Regions from separate parts of the Sus scrofa genome. Here region 1 is linked to region 2. A link is a contact called in public Hi-C data. All regions are on one chromosome and are shown on one strand. Each heading gives the region's core, a stretch centred on a gene start, on an enhancer-like site or on the middle of the called end of the contact. The rest is flanking DNA. Distances are from core to core; before and after follow the strand shown.

Region 1 (2,700 bases), core at 196-2,695, 150 kb before region 2:
CCACCAGCAGCCAGCAGCCAGCATCATACTCAACAAGAAAACCACAGAAGCATTTCAGTTAAAAAGAAACAATTCAATGGAACACTACACTGCTTTTGAAAAGATTGAAATGGTTTTCTATGTCAGGGATGAAAAGATTTTGAAGATATTTTGCCAAGAGTAGCCAAGTGATTGTGTTTGTTCAAAAAGGAAGACAAAGATAAAATATAGCAGGATACCTTTATTTTTTTATTTTTTTGTTTTTATTTTTATTTTTATTTTTTGTCTTTTTGCCTTTTCTAGGATAACTTTAATACTGAGAACTCAACCTTGGGAGAGGAACAACTATCTGATGTACTTTTAATATTTACAAATGACTTTTACAATAAAAAAGAGTCAGTATTTCTTGTGCACACTTAATTCTTTCTAGATGCTCATCTTTTCTCTTGTTCTCTTGATGTCTCTGACTACTCTGTCCAAGTAGCACATTTTTAATTACCCTGGCTCATTTAGGTAGACTTAGTGAAAGGATTTAAGAGCTGGACAGAACTGGCTTTGGATAGGGGTTCTGTCAATAGAATAAAGTGACTTAGCTTTTCTATAGCTCAGTTGCCTTGCCTTCAAATGCAGATGAGTTTTACCTAACTCTTTTGTATATAGATTGAGTTAAAATCCATAGAGCTCTGAGCAGGAAGCCTGGCCAATAGCAGGCAGAAACTTTTTCTGCTAATTCTCCCCTAATTATATAGAATTTGGCTAACTTTAATTTTGATGGGATGTGGAGCTTTTGTGGTCCATACGTGCCGTTTTGGTAGCATGGTTAGGGTGTATTTTATCTTTTTCCTTGAGACATAAATCTGTTAAATGTTTTGTTTTCTAATTACCTTTGCAGTTGAGGGCACATGCCGTGGATATTAATGGGAATCAAGTGGAAAACCCCATTGACATCGTCATCAATGTTATTGACATGAATGATAACAGACCTGAGTTCCTACACCAGGTGTGGAATGGCACGGTTCCCGAGGGATCCAAGCCTGGTAAGTTTGAAGATCACAATTTGGAGATTGCTTGAGAACGTGTAGTGTAACCCAGCACTATTGTATATATGTGCTTATATAGCAAAATAAGGAGAAATCGTGTGAGCGTTTTCTTTCATTCCTACCGCTTTTAGGGAAAAGGGGAAACTTAAGGAAAATTGGATTTCAGAGAGAAAACAGAAAAAATATCCCTCTAGGGCCCACTATAACTTTTTCCACCTTTGAAAAAATATATGCTATAGTATCTGATTCTCTTACTATAACATCTGTATGATCCTTTCTGTTCCTAAAGTGCAGATTTTATAAGTCATAGCAGCACCTAAAACAATTGGAGAGTCTTAAAACACTTGGTGCTCCTGGGGCCAGGCAGTGAGTCAAAACTAACAGCGGAGAGGGGGCTTGGTGACAACTTAGTGCTGTTTCCTGGCTACACTAGATGTTGACTTTTAGGGTGACCCTTGTCCCCTGCAGCCCTTGTATTTAAACTAATGTCATGGAAAGTGACCCAGCCTAGAAACAGCAGTTGCCAAAACGCCTCTCGCCATTGTGAAGTGATGTTTGACTAAGGTTTTAGATTCTTGTACCAAAAACCCTATAAACTTCAGTCACAGGAGAATAGCGAGGCCAGAAAGGCCTATTGAGTTGGAAAAACTCATGGACAAGAAAATCAGTTGGCATAGAGATGGCAAAAGGAAACATTTCGCCAGCTTTCCTGAGATGATTTGGTGTTTGGAGAGACAATTAATTATATTTTAATATTGTTTTTAAGAAAGCCTTGACATTTAGCTTATGTTCTATATTCCTTTCGTCATCTATAGAAGTTTGTGCATAAGCGAATTTGAAGATATAACCAGCTATGCCTTAAACTGGCACTTTTCCTGGTCCGAATACCCTTGTCTGTCTCCTCAGAAGAGCAGGGGGGGGATGGGGCAGCTGGGGTGAGACAACAGGGCCTGTGGAGGAAGTTCAACCATCTGTGGCTCCATCTTGAGTCACATTTCAGAGCGGCAGTCATGAGCATTTTAAAAATCGAGTACTGTTAAACATATCCTTAGTAAAACAAAAGGCTTCTACGTATATTCTAAAGATAAATAAACATTGTGCTTTTTTGTCTGGGGAAGTTGTCTTGGTTTTTTTAAACCCATTCACTGTCTTTTTTCATCTATTTTTTTTTTTTCCTAACTTTATTAAAAAGTGTTGTTTCACAAAAATGGCCAAGCACTTTTATGGAAATATTTATTATGCATTTGACCATAAATTCCCATTATGCATTTGACCATAAATTCCCATCAAGGCCTCCCATAAATAAATGACTCTCAATGATCAGAAGTAAAGGCATTTCGCGAGTCGATTTCTGCCGTGGTTCTCTAAGTTTGAAAACATCCTTCTAGGCACCGTTTGATAATGTCATGAGTTTTGAGTGAAACTTAAGTGCAATCCCTTAAGCACCATCTTGGTTCAAGAGTCCAAAACTTCTTTTTTGTAACCATTCATTCATTCAACAAATGTGTACAGAGCATGCGCTGTGTGCCAGGGTACTGTTCTGACCCTGGATACAGCAGGGACAAGCTCATTGTGCCCTGTTGGAGCTTAAAGTCTAGTAGAGGATAAAAATAAAAGGCAAATAAGCAAATGTGCAAGAAAGTTTTTTGGGGAAAAATAATCAAAGTCGGCCCATAAATAG
Region 2 (2,700 bases), core at 4-2,503:
AGGGTATTGAAAGGCCCCATTTGGAGCTCCCTCCTGCCTCCCCTGGTTAAGGAATCTGGCATTGTCACTGCTGTGGTTCTGGTTACAGCTGTGGTGCTGGTTTGATCCCTTGACAGGGGACTTCTGCATATTGCAGGTGAGGCAGAAAAAAAAAAAAAAAAAAAAAAGCCCCACTTTTCCTAAAATATTTCCGCTGTAAAGACTGCCTCCTCACTACCCCTACCAGATACCAGATCCTTCATCTTTCAGTTTCCCTCTCAGGAGCAATTTTATTCTTATTCCTTATTCCACAAAGGAAAGAATGTTGCTCTTAGCAAGTTTCTATAGAACACAGGCAGATATTAAGTAGCTGGAATCTGAGCACAGCCTAGTGAAGGCCATGCTAAAAATTTTGCTGTACTTGCACCTTTCTTAATGAGCTGAAAGCAGAACCAGAGTTTTATCTGTCTATCCATCCATCTATCCCTCCATCCAACTATCATCCATCTATGAATAAGAAGGCCTCTAACTTTTCCAGCTACTAATAACATAGCAAGCACCTGTCTTCTGCATGAATATCTACTGGATAAAATTATTCCATCAGTTTTGATAATAGGGAATCACAGGACTCTGCCCAGGGACTGGCTCTTCTGATTTGAAAGTAAATGTCTTAACCTCCCTCACTCTGGCATTTATTTTCCATAAACAGTGCTGGCTTTGCCCCTGCATTCTTGTAGCAGCAGGAGACCATTATCCTGTGAGAATGTTCTCTCTCCTTTCACATTATCTTTTAATTATTGCCCTCTTTTCAATAGACAATGCCTTTAGGAATTTTCATGTAATTTCCCCCCTCCATTCCTCCTCTGACTTGTACTGCCACAGGAGAGGATTTGGGTATTAACCCCAGAAAGTCCAGAATAATGAATCTCGTAGACAGTTGGCTCAGTATCCAAGGAATCCTTTGAGAGGGGGCTGAGAGGCTGTGAGCAACGTGCAAGGCAAAGGCTTGGGAACTAAAAAATTTGCATTGAAGCCTTCAAGGGAAAAAGGAAAGAACAATGGAAATCTCAAGGCTGACGGAGAAGGGGGACAGAAGATTTAGTTTTTCCCACATGCCAGTCTCTCAAGACCATCCCTCTCATTTATTTATTTGGAAGAAAAGGTTTCATCCCTCCCACTAACAAAAATAGCCTTCGCTATGTAAATCCCATCTCTGCTGTTTCGTTGAGCCTGTAGCCAGCCAGATGAAAACAATGACTGCAAAAAATGGAGAACTCCCTTGATGCATCTTAATGGCTGTTTGTTAACTTCAAAGTGACCATTTAAATGCTAACCCTATGAAGCAAGTAATCCAAAACATAAGCACCCAGTTTGAATCATTAGCATTTAATTATCTACCTTTTTTTCGGTTGTTAATTTATAATGAAGGGTAGAGTCATCATATATGTGTATATACACACGTTTTTAAAAACACTCTAGGACAGCTTTATGTTTAGACATAAATGCTTCTCTTATTATTTACGAATCCACGAGGCCCTCTGTTAAGGTTACCATTTTCTACAGAGGCACATACAAAACCTATTAAGAGATTTCAAACCTTACCCCCCCACACACACCTCACTCCTAGTGCTCAAGGGATCCATGTAATTCTGTTCAATTTGTCATCAATATATATTGACTGCAATTGCGATGTCATGTAACAGAACATTGAGCTCTGAAACTGCAAATGTTTCTGGCAGTGAAAGAGTGGGCTGAAGTTTTTCCATTTCTTTGAAAATACAGGAAAAAAAGAGAAATTCCTGGTGCTTTTTCAACATAATATATAAAGGTCACCGACAATAGCCCACCTATAGATGCTGATGTGTGACATTTAAACTGAATACAAGGAAAGCATGATAAGCATTAAAAAGAACTAGCTGCTTTCAAGATAATGCTGTTTACCAAATCATTTCTCTTCTGGGAAAAAATTAAACGTACCATTCCATTTTATGTCTCAGCTATTGCTCAAGAAATATACATATACAGTGTCTTTGAGAATGTGAATAAAGAATAGAATGTCTATTACTGATATTTAATTCACTGATTCATAAATAAGTTTTAAAATGTGGCCTGGGCTGTCCAAACTGGCACCTGGGGAAATATTATTTGGGACGTATTTTCAATTGTTTAGGTGAAACAAAATGAGGTGTTTATGTTGAACAGTTGAAAAAAAACAGTCATTTAGAAACTTGTTCTATTTTTGCCCAATATAGGATACAACGCGACTGGATTGATTTCTCTCTGCAACATCTAATTGTTTAACAGAATTTTTGAAATTAACCCCTGTTTTAGCATTATGTTGTGAGAGGTTAATAGAGTAGGTTAAGCAGAAATTCCCCAATTGAACCCTTGCCCCATTAAGGCTCCCAAGGAACTGCTGAGATCAGGTAGATGCCTAGAATCTGTGGGATGAGTGAAAGGAAAAGGAAGAGGAACAGAAGGATCTAGATTCCTGGGTTCACTAGTCTGAATGAGAATCTACTTTTGCAGTTCTGTTAGGGAACCATGGACTGAAACTGCCTGCCCTGGTCAACGGTGAAAATAACCACTTGCACAAGTTGTCTGACAAGAGGAGGTCCCGAAACTAATAAGCTGCCGCCAAACCCAACCAAAAAAATCTGGGAGGGTCTGAAGGAGGGCGGAAGACCCTAGCCTGTAACCCATCCTGACAAACCTCCCAGA

What was found. Hi-C and Micro-C count contacts between places; a contact is called where the count stands out from the background.
Region 1: a contact with region 2 is called in a Hi-C map of epiblast stem cells, with 1.6 times the contacts expected there. The contact joins two enhancer-like sites. A contact is called at or near these places in 2 of 47 Hi-C or Micro-C datasets (embryonic fibroblasts and epiblast stem cells).

Annotation. Positions count from the first base shown.
Region 1 is chr6:112,452,351-112,455,050 of Sscrofa11.1, reverse strand. CDH2 (cadherin-2) reads left to right here. Exons shown (of 16, transcript XM_021096205.1): 6 at 872-1,016. Among named protein-coding and RNA genes, the nearest start is that of CDH2, 180 kb to the left of the region's middle. Within about 2 kb of position 1,445, at least 4 of the 83 cell types and tissues checked have an H3K27ac peak or open chromatin away from gene starts, as enhancers often do. A contact at or near this core is called in epiblast stem cells, where this site is marked.
Region 2 is chr6:112,301,089-112,303,788 of Sscrofa11.1, reverse strand. No RefSeq gene overlaps it. Among named protein-coding and RNA genes, the nearest start is that of CDH2, 330 kb to the left of the region's middle. Within about 2 kb of position 1,253, at least 6 of the 83 cell types and tissues checked have an H3K27ac peak or open chromatin away from gene starts, as enhancers often do. A contact at or near this core is called in epiblast stem cells, where this site is marked.